2 separate regions of the Mus musculus genome follow, and region 2 is linked to region 1. Evidence: chromatin contacts called from public HiChIP or PLAC-seq data. All regions are on one chromosome and are shown on one strand. The core of a region is the stretch at or near the end of the contact, and the rest is flanking DNA. Distances in the headings are between cores, read along the strand shown.

Region 1 (4,889 bases), core at 655-3,154:
TGCCGGGCATGGTGGAAGAGCCTGGGTCTGCCATTTCCTATTCTGTGCTAATGTGATGCGCTGTAGGACTTTGTATTGTTTCATCTTGTTGCTGGATGTGGTTCCTTCTTGTAGCTTTAAAAACATTCCGAGTCGGTTACCTCGCATATCAGTGTTACTTTGTGGCATGGAGTTGTCTGCCTATGGGGTGCGCATATTCTCTGGATTCGCCCACAATTGCTTGGTAAAAGTACTGAGCAGGAGCCACTGGTCTTTGAAAGCATCGTACAGCGTCAGCGTGTCCATCACTGCTGTTGAGATGCCCCGATGGCATCTCAGCACTCTGTCCCTGGGGCTTTCCCCCAGCGAACTTGCAAGCTCAATCCGATTCAGTTTAGGCATCTCGTCTTCTGAAGAAAGTATGTGTCCCGAGTTCCATGTGAACCACACCAGGGGAGTGAATGCGGAGGAGCCAGCGCTCTCTCTCTCTCTTTGCGCTTCTAGCATCTCAGTCGAAGAAATGTTCAGGTGAGCCACAAGCCAGCCACTTGGCACTCTCTTTCCTGTGTTTGCTAGGGCTGGCTTCTCCTTGACCAGAGAACGTTCAGGACCTCCTCTCTGGTTGTTTTCCTGCTGAACGCAAAACTTGACTTTCTACAGTTCAGAAGTGCATAGAGTCCATACATGGCTTGATTTCTCTATCACCTTTCTGTGTCATTAATCATTAATAAGTTCCTGGTAGTTTGCATTCCTAAAATTTCAGAGTTTCTTTGTGACCGAGTGCTGGAGAGACTGGGCGTGGTTACTTCAGGTTTCCTTGCTCTAACAGTTTTACCTGTAATTACAATGTTCCTCGGAATTCTCTCTTTCAAAGGGAAGCAGTGCAGGATCTAGTGTCAGTGGGAGCCTTTCTGGCCTGATCCTTTTTCTGCTGACCATCTTGGTCAGGGTCCCTGACCTGCTCCAAGATCCTGTCTCACTTTTCTCTAACTGGGTCTTTGAACCTGTATTATACAAAGTAATGATGTGACCGGCTTCACAGAGGCGCTTGGTCTGGGTGAGCTTTGCATTCAGGCTGCTGATTTTTTCCCCCTTTGGAATGCCAGCTACCAGCTTTATCAGGAAGGCTTGTTGCTTTCTGTGTGACACATTTCCCGGCTCCCCCGCCCCCGCTGGTGCCACGTTCACTGCGTGTTCCATGTCCAGTGCTTGCCTTCACCTTTTCCCATGTAGGAATAGGATGAACCCCTATTTACTATATACTACCCGTTCCCCTAATATTAACATTAGTTCTGCTCTTTCCAAATGATGGTTTAAGACTTGGGTAAGCTTTTAAATCAATTATCCTCTCATGCTCCTGACTTGTAAATGTGTGTGTGTGTGTGTGTGTGTGTGTGTGTGTGTGTGTGTGTGTGTGTTGGCCTATGTATGGCATAGAGCTCCTGCACAGGTCAGGAGTCACTCCCTTCCTCCTGCCTTGCTTTGAGGCAGGGTCTCTCTGATTGTTTTGGATGCTATGCTGTGTAAGTCAGGGTTTGCTTTCACTTGTGTGTGGGACCATTGCCCATGGTGTCTGCTGTGAGTCTTTAGCATGTGAGCCCTCTGTTGTGAGTATTCAGCATGTAAGCCCTCAGTATAGCCCACTCAGAGCACACCCAGGGACCTTACAATGGATCTTACAATCTTCCCTTCCTCCACGCTTTCTCGGTGTTTAATCTGTGCCCCGTGCTTTTGTCTTTATGCATTGATGTCCTACAGCAATTAGCACGAAGCTCAGTATGTGACAGAAACACATCGCACATGGAATGGAAAAATCAAATTAGCGACTTCGTAGATTAAAACACGCCCGTGATTGCAGTTGGCACTTCCCCAAACTGCCTGACTAGATGTGAATTTCAGGTTTGAACTAGGCGGCAACCACAGCACCCTCATGTGGTTGGTTTGGGGAGGGCCAGAGGCAGACAGTAAGAGCTGAGTGGGGTCTGTGAGCCAGCCATACCCAGGTACTTGACTTAAGTGGTGCAATCCCAATTGACGTTCTGGTAAGGGGTAACCATACCATCAAATGATTACTCTAGAGATGTAGAGAATGTCTGCTAGGATATTCCTCAAACACTCTCTGGGTCCAGGGCTTCTGTTTTCTCTTTCTCAGAAGACTCGTAAAATCGTGACACATGGTCATGTTGTGAGGCAGAGCCCTATGATCTCCTCAGAGGTCTCCAATGAGTGACAACTTGTTTGTCTATTTCACTAGAGGTTGTGGGTAGGTTTCCCCACTAAAGAACCCTCTCCAGGAGAGCCCCAGAAGAGCAAGTAATCCCTACTCCTGCCTAGCCTGCTCAGAGAGGCAAACAACATGTGTGCGCCACCCTTGGTTTATATCTACAAGTCTAAGCATGCTGAAGGTCCAGGTACCAAGATCCAAACTGGACCACGCCTGCTGACCTTGGACATGACTGGGCTGCACCAACACCTTCAAGCGCCAAGCTGTGCCATCCAAGGTGCCATCATGCCTCTGACACCTCACAAAGATTAGACACACACGCTATTCCCAGCAGCAGTGCCTTCTGGCATCTTGTTTGAGAGAGGCGGGGAAAGTAGTCTGTGGTCAGAGGTTAGCTAAGCTGTAGAAGGATTTCCAGAGCCTGTTGTTGAAGCTAGAATTTTTTTTAAAGTAGCTGGGCATAAGGGGGAGAAGGAACAACTTCAGAGGTAAATATGAGAGGTAAAAATTATGTCAGAGTAAAGGAAGTGGTTGACAAACTCAACGATGTATGACACAGAAACATAAGGGTGGGTGAGCTGCTGTATTCCCAGGAGAGCCTGTCCACCCTGGCTGGGCACATCCACATGTGTGTGCTCCATTTAACATGCAGGGGTGATGCTTAACATCTGCATTCAAAGAGTAAGGGAACGACTTCTGCCCTCTTCTCAGAGCCAGGGAGGAGGCAGGGAACCACAGGAGTAGATTTGTGTCTGCAGAAGTAAATGCTTTGTGAAGTCATTAAGAAGTGACCTTGGCGTCATTTAGCGAGGGCTGTTCTGTTAAGTTTTTTCATCTGTTTGTTTGTCCTGGAGCGGGCTTTTCCACCTTATAATATCAAAGCGTTCCTGGTAAGAAATATTAAGATAATACATTTTAGCCTCTATCTCGAAGATCAAATGTCTGCATAAGTGTTAAGTGAAAATGAAAAGGTGAATAATTTGTTTTTAAAGTGAATTGATTCAAGTTAACTTTTTAGCCATTAAGGAAAATTAAAAAAAAAAAAAAAAGAAATTGCTCAGAGTTTAGCCTCTGAGTAAAGGTCTCAATGATGTTTCCGATGTGGGCTTCTCTCCAGGCCACTTTCAAACTAGTAGATTTCATTTTCCATTACTGAGCAGAGACTTGAACACTATACAGCCACAGAGACACTACTCTACTACTTTGAATCTAAGCTTGAATATTGCTTACAATTATAATGGAAGAGGGTTCCCCAGTTACCTTTGTGTGTTTTTTTTTTTTTTTTTTTTTTTTTTTTTTATTGGAGAGAGTCAGAGGAAAATTATTTTGGAGGAGAGACTGTAGAGACGCAGTCAGGGAACATAGCCAGGAAATGTGTGTCTCTGAGCACAGGGAACCAATGACCATTTAAGCTGGACAGAAGCACTGTGGCTGCTTGATGAGGGGATACCTTCTCATCTGAGAAGGGCTCAAGCAAAGGCTGACCAGCCTTCCACTGGGGGATGCTGGTGAGTGGCAGGTCTCTGTTGCTCATAAGATGTTCAGGATGGAAGAATCTGCAGCAAAGGCTGGGGGTGGTCTAGATCAATATATATATATATGTATGTATATATATATATATATATATATATATATATATACATACATATATATATATATTACTGCATCTAGTCAGTGCCCAACCTCACCTTATGTGCATTCTGCTCATGAAGAGAGAACCATTAAAAGAAATGTCTCATTGCCCTATGTAAGAACAGTCCTGCATTTTAACCTCTGTTACCATCTTTCTACCCAGAACTGTTGTTTATGCATGCTACATATGTATATGTCTGTGCACATTCATGTGTGTTCAGGTGGATATAGAGGCCAGAAGACAGCCTGGGATTTCATCCTCTGCCTCCTTTGAAGCAGGATCTCTTATTGGCTTGGAATGACTGGCCACTGAGTGCCAGGTTCCATCTGTCTCCAGCCCTCCAGCTCTGGAACTACAATCACATACTATTACATCAGCCTTTTTAGGTGTGTTGTGGGGCTTGAACTCGGATCCTTAAGCCTGACAGACATGCACTTCACCAACTGAGCCATCTTCCCAGCCCATCACTGTCTTTTAGAGCAGTTATCGCCTGAGATGATCTCTGCCCCTGTTCCTAATGGTCATCCAGGTCTAGCAAGTGGCTGTCCAGACCTATAACCTTGTCCCGTCCCCTCCAGGGAGCTCTGCAGATGGCTTTGCTGTGTCCACACGGTCTGAACTCCTCTCAGCAAATGTGCGTTATCCCAAAGCTCTCAGAGCCAAAGCTAAGCGGCCCATAAGTCATTGCCTCCTGCTCTTTCTCACTTGCTCTCCTACATGGGAGGGGCTGCACTGCTGGCTCTGCTTTTAGTGATCAAGAAAATTTCCTCAGAGACATCTCCAGAGCTTCTTAGTCTTATTTGCTCAACCCCTGACATCTCCAACAGCCTGTCTTATAACCACTGTCCAGGGACTTACTGTTCTTGGGGTCCTGTCTGCCCCTTGTGCCATGTTTTTCACATCTACGAATGTTCTAGAACAGAGCGTGGTTCTTCCACTGATGCTGGCGAATGCACATTCAAATGTCCTAGAACAGGACACCACAGTTCTTCCATTGGTGCTGGCGAATGCTCACTCTAAGGGTCTAGAACAGAACAGAGTTCTTCCATTGGT
Region 2 (4,889 bases), core at 1,614-4,113, 190 kb after region 1:
GCAAAACACAGGATTCACTTTTAGGATGATTAAAAAAATAAAAGAACAATAAAAAAGAGGAAAGGAGGCAGGAGAGATGGCTCAGCAGTTATGAGCACTGTCTGCTCTTCCAGAGGGCTTGCCCATTCTTGTCACCCACACAGCAGCTCACAACCCTCTGTAGCTCCAGTTCCAGGGTATCTGGTGCCTTCTTCTTGGCCTCTGTGGGCACCAGGCATACATGTGGTGCACAGACATACACGCAAGCAAATTCTCATATCCGTGAAAATAAATAAATGTTTAAATAAAAAGGGGGCAGGGGACCAGTGTATAAGAATTGAATGCCTTCAACGTCTGATGCTTTTGAAACCCCAAAACCAGTTTCAAAGGAACATCCCTTGTGGGCTGCATTTCTATCTAAGCGCTCTCAATCGCTGTCAAAAATAGACCTGTACTCAGCCTTCTGGACATGTTATCTTCCAGCTAACCACCTAAAAATGTGGGGATTGTTTAGGGGACACTTCTTTAGGGGTTAAAGGTTATCCTGTGACTCACCAAGCCAGGAGGCTTCTTGTAGCCATCCACATTTTCTGTGATCTGGCTCTGGGACCTAAGACCTACAATTCCTTATAGGCAAACAAATCACGACAGATCAGAACTCTGAAGTCCTAAGGCCTACGGACTCTGCAAGGAACTAATTCTGAAACGCTGGGATGGAGACCTGGTCAGTTCTATGCTCTGCAGACCCTGTTAGGTGTCAGCAAACTGCAGACATTCTCTTTGCTCCTCCTGAGACAGTGGTACTTCCAAGCTGTATATGTGTAAAAGTTTCTTGGAGCTGGGGTTCAAAGCCAGCAGTGGGTATCTGTTGTTGGGAGAAGTGTGGCAGCACATGGTGATCGTAGGAGGGAGAGGAGTGTTGAATTTCAGCTTCATGTGGTACAGGGTGTGAGCCTGCCCAGCGGGATGATGGTAGGGGAATACTGGGGACACAAGCACCGCATCCCCTGCAGTGTCATGGTGTGCTCTACCAAAGCCATGGGCTGGGCATGCTGGAGAACAGCTGTACTCTCAGCCCTCGGAGGGCCAAGGCAGGACCATGAATTCAAGGTCTTCCATATATATTGATCACCAGCACAGCATATAGCCCAGGATGGTCTTGAGCTTCTTATATAAGTGAAGATAACCTCGAATTCTTGATCTTCTGACCTCCACCGCCCAGGTATTAGGATTACGGTACGGATGTGGGACACCACACATGGCTTATCCAGGGCTGGGGACCAAGCACGGGGTTTCCCAACCCCTGTGAAGAGTGGAATAATGAACAGACACTGTGTCTACCCTTCCACCCAGGATGCGGTAGACACATGCGGTAGATGTGGAACCTCTCTCTCCCCATACAGATACCTCACCATCCTGAAGGATGCTTTCACCTCCCAACAGTCCACTCTCAGAGCAGTTACCATGTCCTGCTTCTCTCTCAGTAGTACAGCAAGCTGCAGTACAATCATTCGTTCATCTTTCTTTCTCCGTGGCTGGACTCTGAGCACTTGAAACACAGCCATCAAAGCTTCAATCTACCCGTCCAATCTCACATCTATGTTGTGTGCCTAGCCCTGTGCCAACGATAAATAAACACCTCTGGAGGGAGGGAATACATAAATGTCTGTACATGGTGAGCTCTCAAGTGCAGAGGCTGCTCTCCGTGCCCTTTCTTATGTGTACAATGCCTGTTTAAAGGCAAGGGCTGCTCACAGGAGGAAGAGCTCATTTCCTAAACTCAAAGAGAGAGAGCAAAGCAGAAATGAACTGAGTAACGTTGTTCTTTACTTTGAAGGATGACTACAAATTGAGTGTATCTGTATAATCTGAAAAGAGATAGATGTAGTCTGTGCACAAGGGCAGGGGCAGCCAGGAGGAAGGCTTAGATGGAAACGAGGCTCACGGGCATCAGCTGCTCAACAGCATCCACCCCTCAGGCATCTGCATGGGCCTCTGGTTGCACACTCCATGCAGCAGCCTTCCGAAGTCTCTGCAGAATCCAGAGCCTGCTTCCCCTTCAGATAAGCCACTGAGGTCAGCGACCCTGTTCTCTTTACGACTTGGAAAGCTACTTGCCAGGTTTTGACTGTTTGCACCAATGTCCACCTAGCCTTGGTCACCACAGTCAAACCACCCAAATTCCAGAGTGCATTCTCCTCCAGCACATAGTAGGAGCAGCATCACCATCATCCTGGTGGTGAGAACGGGCGTGTTCTTATCTTCTCAATTATCTGGTCTTTGAAAATCAGCGGCTCATAGTCACCATGTTACACTGATGGCTCCAAGTTTCATATCAGAACCTTCTAAATTCTCTAAGGACATGCTCTCCATGTCCTTCCTGTTCCCACAATCTCTCCCATCAACAATGGGAGCCTGTCTAGCTGATTCCAAGTCCTCTCCCAGACTTACTTCCCTAAGAGTGTGCACTGTTCTCATAACAAATAAGGCAGGAGCTGCAGAAGAAGTGGACAGGCCATAGAGTTTCTCCTTCTGTCCCAGTCCTGATAGAATCTGAGGAGTGAAAGCCTCCTCTGAGGGTGGCAGCCTTAAGGTCCCACCGAAAGACCCAGTGTGTTCTCTGTGGAGCTAACTGTACAGCACAAAGCATATTGTGTTACAATTGGGCATAGCCTGGGGACAGAGGAGACCTAGGACATGCCTACCTTGGCTCTCTTTCTTTGGCTTCTCTAGGAAGATGCACACCCTGTGACATGGCCTCAGTGAGCCTCAAGTACATTCAGGAGTGTGGGGGACAGACAGAGGCAGAAATGAGCCCTGACCAAAGAGGGTGGGGTGCCATGTACATCACCTCAGTGCCATTCAGACATTCCTTGTGGTGCTATTTTTACCACAGTAGTCATGAAATTGGTGTCAGATGAGCTGGGCCAGTTCCTCGATCTGAGAATGGGAGATAGCAGGGTTCTTTCCAGGGAAATGAGCTGGGGGTGCATGAAGGCCGTTAAGAACATGTTCCCCAAAGCCTTGGGCTGTGTTCCTCCAACAGTCAGAATGGGCTCATCGCCCGCATGAACTTAAACTAACAGACAAAGGTTGAGTATCTTCTGAATGCAAACCTTGAGCAAAACACTTGCGAGTCCGATAAAATGACAATCTGTGGCCCTGGAGGAATCTGCGTTTCCCTGGAAAGGAGTGTCATGCCCAGAGACAGTGTCTGCTGGACTGACTGTCCCAGACACAAGCCCGGGGAGGGACGATGTGTTCTATGTGGCTAGGACTGACTTTTTCAAAGATCAGCAGAGGTATTGGATAGTAGAAGAGAAGAAGTCTCTGGCAGGATGTGGTAAGGAGGAAAATGGCAGACTTTTTTTTTTTAAACACAGGAGTTCTGGTCTAGCACATACCAAGTCCTGAGTTCCTTTCTCAGCACAGCCTAAAGCAACTGTGGTGGAACACAAAGCCCAGTGCTTGGGAGGATAAAGGCAGGAGGGTCTGGAGTTCATGGTCATCCTAGAAGGATGGAAGTCAGCCTGAGCTACAAGAGATCCTCTCTCAAAAGACAAAAGTCTGTACATTTATCCAAAACTTAGCTGCGACCTAGGTTCTCCAGAGGACCCGCGTACACACCTGAAATGAGCATTCCCTCTGGAGGCTCCTTAGTCGAGAAGCTGGGGCAAGAAGCTACCCTTTTCCTCTAAAGGACCTACTTTCTGAGGCTGGGCTCCAGAATTTGTCCTGAGAGCAGAGCCAAGCCATGAGGGTTGGCCTACAAGTGGCAGTGGCAAATTAGGGTGTGAAAATTGGACATAAACTGGGGACCTCCCACAATGGGCTTTGGAATGGAGTGTATAACTAACTCCTGGTTAAGGACCAAGACCTTCCTCACCGGCCACAGGACGTAAGTCTGAATTACATAAGGTTAAATAGAAGCTAGACGCTAAAGCAGAACTTTGTGGATTCTGTAGCTTCCAATCTGGGTTCTAATTTATGCTACTAAATGTCTGGAAATTCAGAGAGAAGTTTAACAACCTAAAATGGGGCATAAAGGGGGAAACAGGAAGAACTGTGCCACCAGGAAGTAGATTCACAGATGTGCTCAGCATCAGGGGGAGGGGTGGTGCTTGGAGGCCTGTTTCTCATTTCCTCTAACCAGGCATTCCAAGCCCTATCCCTGTCCCCCTGTCCCCGTGGATTCACAGGCACAGCCTCTGGTCAGGCACCACCTGTCTGTCATCACCTCTCTGCTACAGGCTTGAGGGAGCCCCGGAGTCAGCTCTGTGGTCTGAATAAAGTGGCAATAAGCTTAATGGCGTCCCAAAATGATGTGACTGAAGCCATCCCCCCTGTGTCTCTAAATAGGGATGAGAGAGGAGATGTCACTGGGACGCCAGGAGGCTTTTGAGATTTTCAAGAGGGACCACGCTGACAGTGTCACCATCGAGGACAACAAACAGGTTCTGAAGCAGAGGTAAGATGGAGTCAGAGAGTTGCTGGTCCCCTCAGGTCAGGTAAGCCAGTCCAGAGACTCTGACCTTCTGAGTCGTCAGCCTACTGTCTGCAGGAAAGATCTAAAGTCTCCATGGTCTCACATTTCCCTGTGTGCACCCTGAGCTTTCCCATCCCAGTACTACTGTGACCCACTTGTAGATCAGGGGTCTACTACTGACGGCAGTAGCTCTATGGACAGTGCTCCCCTTGTATCTAATTCTCAGCAACCTAGGACTTTTTTTCCCCTCGAAGCAGGGTTTCTCTGTGTAGCCCTGGCTGTCCTGGAACTCACTCGGTAGACCAGGCTGGCCTCGAACTCAGAAATCTGCCTGCCTCTGCCTCCCAAGTGCTGGGATTAAAGTCATGCGCCACCACTGCCCAGCGCAACCTGGGACTCTTACAAGTGCCTTCATAATCTCCAG

What was found. HiChIP or PLAC-seq counts read pairs in DNA pulled down with a chosen protein or histone mark.
Region 2: a contact with region 1 is called in an H3K27ac HiChIP or PLAC-seq map of heart atrium, with 6 read pairs. The contact joins two enhancer-like sites. A contact is called at or near these places in 3 of 39 promoter capture datasets (embryonic stem cells, hippocampal neurons and stem cell-derived epiblast-like cells), 4 of 484 Hi-C or Micro-C datasets (embryonic stem cells and nephron progenitors) and 1 of 115 datasets of contacts at active chromatin or transcription factors (heart atrium).

The regions. Positions count from the first base shown.
Region 1 is chr17:49,641,412-49,646,300 of GRCm38.p6, forward strand. All of the region lies in intron 3 of Kif6 (kinesin family member 6), which reads left to right. Among named protein-coding and RNA genes, the nearest start is that of Kif6, 29 kb to the left of the region's middle. Within about 2 kb of position 1,905, at least 8 of the 459 cell types and tissues checked have an H3K27ac peak or open chromatin away from gene starts, as enhancers often do. A contact at or near this core is called in heart atrium, where this site is marked.
Region 2 is chr17:49,827,803-49,832,691 of GRCm38.p6, forward strand. It overlaps Kif6 (kinesin family member 6), which reads left to right. Exons shown (of 23, transcript NM_177052.3): 14 at 4,339-4,447. Among named protein-coding and RNA genes, the nearest start is that of Gm16555, 8.4 kb to the left of the region's middle. Within about 2 kb of position 2,864, at least 13 of the 459 cell types and tissues checked have an H3K27ac peak or open chromatin away from gene starts, as enhancers often do. A contact at or near this core is called in heart atrium, where this site is marked.